4 separate regions of the Mus musculus genome follow, and regions 1, 2 and 3 are each linked to region 4. Evidence: chromatin contacts called from public HiChIP or PLAC-seq and promoter capture Hi-C data. All regions are on one chromosome and are shown on one strand. Each heading gives the region's core, a stretch centred on a gene start, on an enhancer-like site or on the middle of the called end of the contact. The rest is flanking DNA. Distances are from core to core; before and after follow the strand shown. Region 1 holds the start of A430018G15Rik (RIKEN cDNA A430018G15 gene). Region 2 holds the start of Nmi (N-myc (and STAT) interactor). Region 3 holds the start of Rbm43 (RNA binding motif protein 43). Region 4 holds the start of Epc2 (enhancer of polycomb homolog 2).

The links. HiChIP or PLAC-seq counts read pairs in DNA pulled down with a chosen protein or histone mark. Capture Hi-C pulls out chosen DNA fragments and counts their contacts.
Region 1: a promoter capture Hi-C map of liver shows a contact between it and region 4, with 4 times the contacts expected there. The contact joins the promoter of A430018G15Rik here to the promoter of Epc2 in region 4. A contact is called at or near these places in 2 of 39 promoter capture datasets (frontonasal cranial neural crest and pre-B cells), 1 of 484 Hi-C or Micro-C datasets (CD4 T cells), 1 of 115 datasets of contacts at active chromatin or transcription factors (astrocytes) and 1 of 9 other capture datasets (liver).
Region 2: a promoter capture Hi-C map of adipose tissue shows a contact between it and region 4, with 3 times the contacts expected there. The contact joins the promoter of Nmi here to the promoter of Epc2 in region 4. A contact is called at or near these places in 3 of 39 promoter capture datasets (liver and pre-B cells), 1 of 484 Hi-C or Micro-C datasets (B cells), 2 of 115 datasets of contacts at active chromatin or transcription factors (astrocytes and large pre-B cells) and 1 of 9 other capture datasets (adipose tissue).
Region 3: an H3K27ac HiChIP or PLAC-seq map of thymic regulatory T cells shows a contact between it and region 4, with 13 times the contacts expected there. The contact joins the promoter of Rbm43 here to the promoter of Epc2 in region 4. A contact is called at or near these places in 2 of 39 promoter capture datasets (hippocampal neurons and pre-B cells) and 4 of 115 datasets of contacts at active chromatin or transcription factors (astrocytes, large pre-B cells, pro-B cells and 1 more).

What each region holds. Positions count from the first base shown.
Region 1 is chr2:52,423,611-52,426,310 of GRCm38.p6, reverse strand. It overlaps A430018G15Rik (RIKEN cDNA A430018G15 gene), which reads right to left and starts at 1,299. Exons shown (of 3, transcript NR_165461.1): 1 at 1,156-1,299. It overlaps Arl5a (ADP-ribosylation factor-like 5A), which reads left to right and starts at 1,437. Exons shown (of 6, transcript NM_182994.2): 1 at 1,437-1,721. The coding sequence starts at 1,676.
Region 2 is chr2:51,971,821-51,974,520 of GRCm38.p6, reverse strand. Nmi (N-myc (and STAT) interactor) reads left to right here and starts at 1,313. Exons shown (of 9, transcript NM_001141949.1): 1 at 1,313-1,612; 2 at 1,894-1,933.
Region 3 is chr2:51,933,859-51,936,558 of GRCm38.p6, reverse strand. It overlaps Rbm43 (RNA binding motif protein 43), which reads left to right and starts at 1,396. Exons shown (of 5, transcript NM_001141981.2): 1 at 1,396-1,727.
Region 4 is chr2:49,450,188-49,452,887 of GRCm38.p6, reverse strand. It overlaps Epc2 (enhancer of polycomb homolog 2), which reads right to left and starts at 1,402. Exons shown (of 14, transcript NM_172663.4): 1 at 930-1,402. The coding sequence starts at 1,082.

The sequences.
Region 1 (2,700 bases), core at 50-2,549, 3.0 Mb before region 4:
TGTAGGTCTGGCATACATTAATAAGTTGCCAAAGACATGTGGGAATTTGTAAAATGACTCAGAGCCGCTAAAGCCCTGCCTAAACTGGATGGGAATGGAATCACTAAAGAGCTCATGTAAGTTGGTTATGCGAACATTGATCTTCTAAACAGCCCACTGGCTATTAAGTATATCCAGATCTAATTCTCCTTTATGTATGCCTCCTCTAAGACTGGCATTTGAACGCAAGCCCCCAAAGAAGATGAAGAACTCTTTCCCATACATTGAGCTATACGGTAGTATATGGTTAGGAGTCAGGCAGAGTATAGTGCTTCATTTCATGTGGCTGTTGAGGATAAGGTCGGGAACAGCTCGAAAGGGCCTTTCACAAGTCTCCCACATTTTTCCGTCTCTGCCTTTTTTTTTTCCCTCCCTTTTACAAACTTAAAGAGGATAGAAAGAGATGATGCTGATTCTACTCTTTTTGTTTGTTTATGTGTGTGGAAGAAGTAGACAACCCCAGTTTCTCTTTGAGTCAAAACTATCACAGTCGTCAGTTAACCTCAGGAATCGACCCTGTTCCTACATCAGGAATATGGAGATCTAGAGTCTACCTGTTTAGCTAAAGGGAACTAAAGTAAACAAAAACAAAACACAGGCAAGAACTCTTCGTTCGGATCAAGTTCGCCAGCGATTACTTATATTTTACTTTTCAGCCACTTATCCTGCGGGGAGTGGGGGTGGGGGTGCGCAGGGGCGCAGAGCTGGACACTCGCATACCAGGAGGCACAACTGTTTAAACTTTAGGCAAGCAGCAGAATGAAGAGCACAGACAGCATTTGGCCATCTATTTAACATGATGGTGACTCCTGAATGAGAGAAAAAGACGATCATATCGTGAAGACCAGTGAGTTTCTTGTCTACAGTCTTTTTGGACTCAGCTCAGACGGCTTTTGTGCCTTAAGATTTTTAAACCGGGGAGATACTTAAGGAAAAGTGTTCTAGCCAAGAGTGGCCTGAGAGCAGAGGGAGATTGGAGAGGGAAGAGCGCTGAGAAGCAAAGGTAGAAGTACGAAAAACCGCAGCGACAAAAAAAAAAAAAAAAAAAAAAAAAATAGGCCAATGATTTCTGCTGCTTGTCAGGGAAAATAGGCTCTAAAGAGACTTAAAGCTTACCATCGTCGGGGTCCAAACCTGGCACTTTTGGAGTTGAGTATGGTTACATATTTGCATTGTGACTTAGAAACAACCTCAAATCCCCGACATTGGCGCGCCTAAAGCGCCGCAGCCTTCCTTCCACTGACCCTCCGCGCCGCAGAGGCCTCCCAGCCCCTCGCCCCGCCTCCAGCCCCCTTGCCCCGCCTCCAGCTCCCTCGCTCCGCCTCCGGGCACGGCGCCTGCGCAGTCCCCTCGCTCCGCCCCGCCCCTGCCCGAGCCACCGCCGGAGAGGAGCTGGGGGAGGACGGTGGCCCGCGAGGTTCGAGCAGACAACGCGGCGGCGATGTCCGCGAGCCAGGCGAGCGCCGCGGCGGTAGCGGCGGGGCCTCGCGCGTGGCTGGGCGGCCTGGGCTGCGGCCTCCCCGCGGGTCCCTGGAAGCGGGCGCGCGGCCGGCGCGGGAGCAGAGGCGGAGGCCCCGGCGCGTCCTTCTGCCCCGCAGCCTGAGCCCGGGAGGCTGGAGGGCTCCGCTGCCCGAGGATGGGAATTCTCTTTACCCGGATCTGGAGGCTGTTCAATCACCAGGGTGAGGCTGGGCCGGGCGGGGAGGTCCCGGCCCTTGTCGGGCAGGAGGGTCGCCTTTGTCTCCGGGGAGCTGGGGAGAGGTTCCTCCCGCCATACACCCATTTCTCCGATTTGATCGCGAGCGCAAAAGGTGCCCTGCCCCACGCCGAGGGCCCAGCGCGCTGCCTGGCCTGCTTCCATCCCCGTCGCCTGCCCGCAATTGTGTTTGGGCCGCACGGGCAACAGCTGGGGTTCTAGAGTGAGGACCGAGGGCCCTGACCCTAGCGGCGCCACCGAGCCCACGGCTTGCAGAATGCGGAAAACTGGAACTAGTGCTGGATCCGTCTGGTTCGCTTTGGGGGGTGGGGGTGGGGGTGGGGGTGGGGGGGATGGGCGGGGAGACCCTCGCTGCGGAATAGTGATGGAGTGTCTCTCCTTTGCGCCGTTTGTCTCAGTGGTAAAGGTCAAGCCTAAGGTCGTTTTCTTTCTTAGGTTATTAGAAGGTTTTGGGTTTTGTTTTGTTTTGTTTTGTTTTTGGCCCTTGTTAAAGTGTTTCGCTGAAAGCTTTTAAAAGCCTGCCTCGGGAGGCAGGCTTCATTAGCATTAGGTAACTAGCAGGTTACTGTGTTAAGTTCGCCTAAATGCAGACATTTGCCACGGAAAGGCATAGGGGATTTATTAAAAAAAAAAATTACAAAATGGGTGTGTGATACTGGAGAGAATATGGTCCTAACAGAACTACATAGTTACTGAAATGAAATATAGTGCTTTTTTTTAAAAAAAGCTCTACTTGCAGTTCATTCCATCTGTCAAGCACGTACAGTTTTTCTCTTGTATAAGCTGGTAGCGTTGTCGCACCCCCACTTTTTCCAGTTAAAACTTAATGAACGGTGGCGCCTACTATTTAGAAGGAGCAGTTGCCGGGCTTGCTCCTCCTCTGGGATAGAGCTGGTTTTATGGGACTTGTAATCCCTAGTGGGTTCTGCTTTTTTTAATAATAA
Region 2 (2,700 bases), core at 64-2,563, 2.5 Mb before region 4:
CCCCCCACTCCCCTACCCACCCACTCCCCCCTCCTGGCCCTGGCGTTCCCCTGTACTGGGGCATATAAAGTTTGCAAGTCCAATGGGCCTCTCTTTCCAGTGATGGCCGACTAGGCCATCCTTTGATACATATGCAGCTAGAGACAAGAGCTCCGGGGTACTGCTTAGTTCATATTGTTGTTCCACCTATAGGGTTGTAGTTCCCTTTAGTTCCTTGGGTGCTTTCTCTAGTTCCTCCATTGGGGGCCCTGTGATCCATTCAATAGCTGACTGTGAGCATCCACTTCTGTGTTTGCTAGGCCCCCACTTGTTTCTTTTTTAAAATAAGTAATTTGTTTATTCACTTTATATCCCAACATCAACTCTTCCTCTCCTCCCAGTCCCACCCTCTCACATCTTCTCAGCCCTTCCCCATCTCCTTTCCGAAGGGGAAACCCACCCCTGTGTATTACGTCCGGATAGCCCCATTCCTTATCCAGTGCACCACTCACTGAGTGTTTGTTCTTTCTAATTGGGCTGACAACTCAAAAGAAACCCTTAACCTGTTTTAAAAGACAGGGTCTTACTATGTGGCTCTGGTGTCACTGAAAAGTAGGTCCTATCACTGCCTTCACCACCCCCACCCCCCTCCCCGTGTCCACATCCTACCCAGACAAGGTCTCTCTGTGTAGCCTTAGCTGTTCTGGAACTCTGGCCTTCAACCTTCAACTCACAGAGATCCTGCTACCAACTAGGGGCCCCATCACTTTTTTTTTTTTTTTTTTTTAAGACAGGGTTTCTCTGCATAGCCCTGGCTGTCCTGGAACTCACTCTTAAGACCAGGCTGGCCTCGAACTCAGAAATTCACCTGACTCTGCCTCCCAAGTGCTGAGATTAAAGGCGTGCGCCACCACTGCCCGGCTCCATCACTGTTCTTGATGGAAAGAATTTTGCTTCTGCCAAGTGCATCATTTTATTCCGAGCCGTTAGTTAGTATGCACAGATATAGAGCGCCACCATGTAGAAGGGAGGCCCTGATAGCTCTTTGCTGTCTTCCACAGCTCTGTGCTCATGTGCTGCCTAGCTGTGGAGTAACCAGTTCTTGATGTAGGATTAGGGAACACTGCCGTTCTTGACGGAAGCCAGCTATTTTTCTAGCAAAGGAAAAGTTCACATCTAGCGATGTGTTTGTTTACAAAATCTTCACAACAAAAACAAAGCTTAGAAGAAAACTTTCAAGGGTCATAAAATCCAACCCAGGAAGCAGCTTTCTCAGCTTCCTGGTTTATCTTGTGCTTGTGTCAAACTTTATAACCGTCTAAAAAGTTACAGAGAGAGGATTTGCATAGAGAGCTCTGGTTTCCATCCAGCTTTTCAACAGCGTGTTCCGCATAATGCACATAAATAAGCTTTTCTAAGCAGGTCTCGGAGTTACTGCCAATAATAAGAGACAGCAGCAATGGCGCCCTGGACGAAGTCCTCAGGGCATGGAGCAGAAGCATCCTGTTTCTAATAACCGAAAGTGAAAGTAAGGCCTGGGACTGAGCGCTGCTCGTCGCTGAAGCCAGGTTAGTGTTTTCGAGGTAGAGTTCAGTTCTAAGGCACCGGCTTCCGGGAGCTGCGCAGCGAGCGGGTGAGTGCTTGATCCATCCTCGGTCCGCCGCGTCCCTGCGGTCCCACCACCCGCGCTCAGGGATGCTCCACCCGGCGCGCGGTGGGCGGCGGCTTCCAGCGCCGCGACTCGGGGTCTGGGTCCCCAGTGCGCTGCCTGGAGACTCGCCCGCTCCAGGCGCTCCGGCCATGGGTTGCTTCCCTTCCTGGGAAAAGGAAACTTACAGTCATTGGGACTGGCTCCAGAAGGTTCTTAGAAAAATGGATTTCTCAGGAAGACTATTATTTGTATTTCTTTGGCAGGTGCTGAGTTCTGTAGTCCTGCCTCACTTTTTCAGAATATGTAAGTTGTTGTTGTTGTTGTTGTTGTTGTTGTTGTTGTTGTTGTTGTTGTTGTTTTTGGAAGGAGATGTTGAAAGGAGAATATTCAATGTAAGTTCTAGCGGGCACTGGTTTGGGTTAAGAGGACTCCTGCTCCAAAGGCACCCGAGCTACCTTGTGTGCCCCGAAGGAAACTTCCTGTGTCCTGTCCAGCCAGGAGAGAGGGAAAGCAGCAGGTTCCACTGGGCCAGAGAATGAAATCACCTCTCCTTTACTCCCCACAAAAAGCTCTTGAACATTCACCAATCAGTTATTCTGTTCCGGTCTCCCCGGCCCTGACTTGCAGAGAACTTAACTGTGAACCAATCAGTTCAGTTTCTGCATTTTCAGCTTTCTTCTCTGCCTATAAAGCAAACTTCTGCATAGCAGTGAAAACATTTGAGGCAACTGCTTTCTATTTACATTGTGCTGGCTTTGAACTCTTGATCCTCCTGTTACAGACCTGTGCCACTACACTCAGACAGACCACTTACTCGATTTATTCAATCAAGTGTGCCCTGATTGTAAAAGAAATTCAATTAGGATCTTTTAATTGTTAACATTGTATCCATCTTTTGACTTGTTTCTGGTCTATACAACATGGATACATTATAATTTCTTCCTTCCTTCCTTTCTTTTAATTTAATGTATATGAGTACTCTGTAGCTCTCTTCAGACACACCAGAAGAGGGTATCGGATCCCATTACAGGTGGTTGTGAACCACCATGTGGTTGCTGGGAATTGAACTC
Region 3 (2,700 bases), core at 147-2,646, 2.5 Mb before region 4:
AGGGAACTTCCAAGAGTAGAGCTGCTAAGTTTGAGGATAATTGCACATTTACACGCTTGCATGTCTTTGTATTTTGATAATGCTAGAACAGGAAGACCTTTACCTTAGTCACGGTAAAGGTCACGGCTACCAATCCTACTGAAAAGAAGAAGAGCATCAGAACAGCATACTAATTTTATTAATAGCTTATCACCATTGAATGTGACACAGAGGTCATCCGAGAGAAACAGCCAGAGGCCCGAAAAATACAGTTTTTATGCTCAAGGTAGATAAAGATTGGACAGCTTTGGGAACTGTGACTGGACAGAAGTTCGCTTTCTTGTTCTGGTTTGCTCTCTATTGCTGGATAAACTCCATGACCCAAAGCACCCTGGGAAGGTCAAGGTCTATTTTGGTTTATAGGTTACAGCAGCGCAAGCCAGGAACCTGAAGCAGGAGCCTGGCGGAACTGCTGCTGACCACTTCCTGTCTGCTCACTTTCACCTGCCTAAGGATGGTACCGCCCACAGGAGGCTCACCTCTTCTGCATAAATTAGCAATCAAGAAAATGCCACACTCCAATAGCGGCAGTACACCCCTTTAATTCTAGCCAAGGCAGGCAGATATCCCTGTGTTCGAGGCTAACCTGGTATACAGAGCAAGTTCCAGGACAGCCAGAGTTACACAGAGAAATCCTATCTCGAAAAACCAAAAAATGAAAAAAGGACAGAAAATGCCACAGACATGCCTACAGTACAGAGGTAGTTTCTCAGTTGAAGGTCCTCTTCCCAAATTAATCAAGTTGACAGTCAAGATTAGCCATCCCAGCCTGTCTGGATTCATCTTTGCTCTGTGCAGCATTCCTTAATGCGGGAATGGGACTTCCCTCAGAGAGAGGGGAGTATGTTTCATAGCTTGTTTGGGACGAGAGGTGTCTATTTTATATGACCCAACGTTGGGGAAGAAGAATCCTGTTTTCTGTGACTGGCTTAGGGTCAACAAAAATGCAGGAGAGAGTCAGGAAGGGGTCAGAGGGACTTGGCTTCAGGAATAGGGCAAGCTAAAGTGCTTATGTGGGGAGCTGTATTCTGAGTCCCTGAGAGATGTCCAAATCTTTAGAAATGTTTGCATCTAAACTGGTTTGTGGGATCTGCTAATTTGAGCACACCGGTTGAAAATTGGTATCTCCCAATTTCAGTTTCTATTTCTTTACAAGGGAGTTCGTGCTCTGCTTTTGCCTTTATATTTCTTTGATTTTACTGGGCTAGATTTCTTGTGTCCCAGGCTCCAGGGCCATTCGGCCAAGTGATTGAGTTTTGTGGGCAGCAGGGTACCTTCTTCATGTGCTCTGCGTTCCACCGGTGATGAGCCTGGGCGGACCCTGCTGGCGGGAAGGAAGTGTCGGGGATCGGGTTTGAGAATGCGCTGGAGAGACGGGGCAAAGCCTAGGAATGAGTTTGGAGAGAAGCCCAGATGCCCCTGGGGCATCTTGCACAGGTACCTCAAAGGCGCCAAGGGACCGACCCAGCCGGGCTCCGCCCTTCCAAACTGAGTCTCCAAGGAAACGGAACTGGAAAGCGAAAGCGGAACCCGTTCACCTCCAGTTTAGCGCTCCCGCTGCTCGAACATCTCCGAGGCCTGGCAAGTCGCTTTTCCCCGGGTTGCAGTGCAGGAAGGCGCGCCGAGGGTCCCGGAGCACGTGTCCTGCGCGGTCGCGCGCCCCGAAGTGGCCGTCACGGGCGCAGCAGGTCTGGCTCCCACGCGTGGGGATACGGCCTCTTTTCTCACCCGCCCCTGCTCAATAGGCAGGGACTCACGGGTTTTGTCCGGAAGGTGGTTTGGGCGGGACTGCGGTTAGGAGTGGGGGCGAGGACAGTGACCCAGAAATGGAGGCTAACTACTGGAAGGAGCCAGTAAGAAGTGTCTGAGCTGAAGGCACTGGCTTGCTGTCCCTCTCTCCGTCAGAGCTAGGCCTTTGACCAGGGACCCGGGGTTTTGCCTAGATGACTGTGTTTTGGAGCTGTTACAGTGAGTGCGTGAGTTTCTATATATATTTTACCTGATTTTGTGTGTGTGTGTGTGTGTGTGTGTGTGTGTGTGTGTGTGTGTGTGTGTGTGTGTGTGTGTTTTACTTGGTGAGAGTCAAGGTATAGTGCATGAAAATAAACTATTGAGAAAACAAATAGAAAACAAAACAGCAAATGAAATATTTCTTCTTAGTGCCACACTTAAGAAGAAAGTGTTACTTTACACCACTGTCAGTCTGTCTGTCTGTCTCCCTCTCTCTCCCTCTTTTTCTCCTTCCTTCCTTCCTTTCTGACATCAAGGCCAGAGCTTCTTAAAGCAGAGCATGGAAACTGTAAAATGGCACCACACCTCTGCTGAAATTCCCGTATTTCATAGTCTTTGAGTGGATTGTTTTTCTTCTTCACTGTGCACAGAGGAAGACAGGTCATTCTCTGCTTATAACGGGTCTCAGGAGAAGGCATGTAGCCACATGTCCTCAGACTTAAGTGAGTTAGTGAAGAAAGGATGTGCAGGACGTTGACGAGACCACGGAATGAAGTGAGGTCTTGCAGAACAAGGTGATTCTAAAGATAACGTGTGCGTAGACACTTGAATTAAGAAACGCATTAGTGCTGATGAGGTGTGGAGCTCTCCTGAGCTTAAATGGATATTTGTCTTTGATATTGATGAATGGCTGGAAGGTCTGTAGTTCAT
Region 4 (2,700 bases), core at 153-2,652:
AGTTACTATGAACTCCGCACACAAGTAACAACACTCCAGAGTCGTAAACACTGTCAAATCGGAGGAAATTCAGTCTTGGGTATAACTTAACCCCCGGGAAGAAGGAAACAGCATTTTGTCCAAATTTTAACATCTGGTCAAAAACGCAACTGTCAATGCGGACGCTCTGAGCCCTCAAGTTGTAAACAGCCATCCCGCATGCAACTTCCCCGGACGCTCGCTGCACGGGAAGCGCGGGCCTGGAGGCCAGTTTCAAGCATTCGGGCTCCGTCCTAATTCCGCACAACCGAGGAGGGGCCAGCCCGGCAGGCGAAGCCGGCGTGCAGATCAGAGGACTCGCTAACGCAGAGTCCGGACCGGGGGTCGCTGCCCGGCCGCAGGGATGCATCGCCTACTCCCGCGGCACCTCTAGCGGGCAGCGCAAACCATCACCCATCACCCCACTAGCAGGAAGATGCATGTTTTGAAAGAGCTCTACTTTCCCGAGATCGTTTGTTTCAAAGGCAATTTCGTGCACGCACAAATTTTAAAACGCAACGAAAATAGCGCCTTAGCCCAAGGACCCTTTCTCGACCCATTAACCCCGCTCCCGGCGAGATGTCTACGAGGTAAACAGAGGCTGTACGCCAAGTGCGGGCCGGCGCATCCCTGCGCCATTCCCGGCCGCTGCTTACGGCAGGGCCCCCTTACGGCAGCGTAAGCGGCGCCGAGAGCTAATCACAACACTGGGACGCAACAACATGGCGGCCGCGGGCGGGCGCTGCGCCGGCCGACGGGTTTACGCTACTCCGCCGGCGTAGGGTCCGGAGCGCGCAGCGGCAGCGGCGCCCTCCAGCGAGCGTAGAAGCGCTCTGTGAATGGCGAGGCCCGGCTGACAAAGGGGAGGGGGGAGGAGGGAAGGGGGGGGTAATAAACACTCGAGTCCCTACCGATTCCTCCTCCTTCTCCATCCCGGTGGGCATCTGGGGCACGGCCCGGTTGATGGAGACGCAGTCGTTGAGATCAGGCATGTCCTTGCCGCGGTAGATGGGCAGCGGTTTGGCGGCGTCCAGCGCCCGCGCTCGGAAGGAGAGTTTACTCATTGTCTCCCCGCCTTACAGGAACAGCCCGGGCGGCGGCGGCGGGGCGGGCGGGGAGGGGGGGGGAGCACTCCCGCCGCCTCCTCCACCTCCTTCCTCAGTGCAGCGCGGCCGGCCCGCTCCTCCTCCTCCTCCGCAGTGCCCCCGGCCCCAGCATGGGCGCCCACCCCGCCCCAGAACAGCCCCCCGCCGCCCGCGGCCGCTTCCACACTCTAGATCCGCCGCTCGCCCGCCCGATCCGCTCCCTGCGCCATGGCCAACATGGCGGACATTACCACAGCGGCGGCGAGCGATCCCGGCAGCCCGCGCGAGAGCGCGCCCCCGCCTCGGGGACGCGCGTCGCCCTCTCCCTCCCTCCCTCCCTCCCTCCTTCCTTTCCCTCCCCTGCCTGCCCACCCACTCTCTCCGCGGCGAGGCGCGGCCAGCCCAGCCGGCGAGAGCGAGCCGAGTCCCGGTGGCCCTCCTCGGCGGGACGCTCGGCACGCAGGCGGGGCGGCAGGTGCCAGGTGCGCTCGGTCCCCGGCTCCGGAGCGGGCGCCTCGGTGCCTCCGCCGCCGACTCGCTCCGCGCGGGGCTCCCTCGGGAAGGCTCAGTGCCTAGGACCGCTCGCCTCGGGGGGACAGGAGGCCTCCGCCCCCGGGCCACCGGCCGCCCCTCGAGTCTGCACTTGGACAGCTCTGCTCGCCCCGGCGCCTGCTGGCTGGTTTCGCGCCTCGGGTTTGCGCATCCCCGGGGAGGTCCGACAAGTCCGCTGCGTCTGCCCACGCCGAGAGGCACAGCCCTGCTGCGTCTCGCGCCCTGAGAACTTGGGCAGTCCCTGTCCAGAGGAGCTCTCCAGAGTTAGGCACCGCCGAGAGGATGCTCGGGTAGACAGGAGGGTCAGTAGTTGGAGACTGCTACTTGAAATAGTTGCTGGACGCGGCAACAAGCGGACTTGCACCTGTCATCCAAACTTTCTTAGTTTGATGGTTGGCATTTCTTGAAATCTCTAACCAAAGTATGTGAAAACACTGGTTACAGTGACGACTCAAAAAGAGTTTAATAAAGTTCCGGACTCCAATTAGTTTGCGTGTTACTGTGTTACAACTAAACTGCTGGATAATTAGTAACAAGAGTCGTAACTACTTGAAAGGGCAGCTGCAAAGATGATGGGCCAAAAAAAAAAAAAAAAAAAAAGTAAATTCTTGAAGAAAATGATACAGACCACACAAAAGAGTGATGGAAAGTTAATTACCACATGACATCTATAGTCAGTTGCTGTGACAGGTCAAAGAAATTAGACATAGTTTTGGCCAGAAGTGGTTTGCAAAAGCTCTGCAAAAAGGAATCAAATTGACTCAATTAAATACTAGTCACTATTGATACAAACCTTTGTTGCAGTTTCTTAGTCTTTAAGCAGTACATGTTTCTAAGCAAATTGCCTCACTGTGCAACAGTTTTACCATTTTCTAATCATTGAAAAATACCCTACCTAGCTCATAAAAGGGTAGATGGTTTGCTAAAGTCCAACAATAAAAACGGGTTTCTTTGTCATGTCTTAATATAGCAAAACCATCTATCTCTCTTCATTGCCACCCATTATTTTTCTCTATTTTCTTCTCTCCCTGCTTTTTTTTCCCTC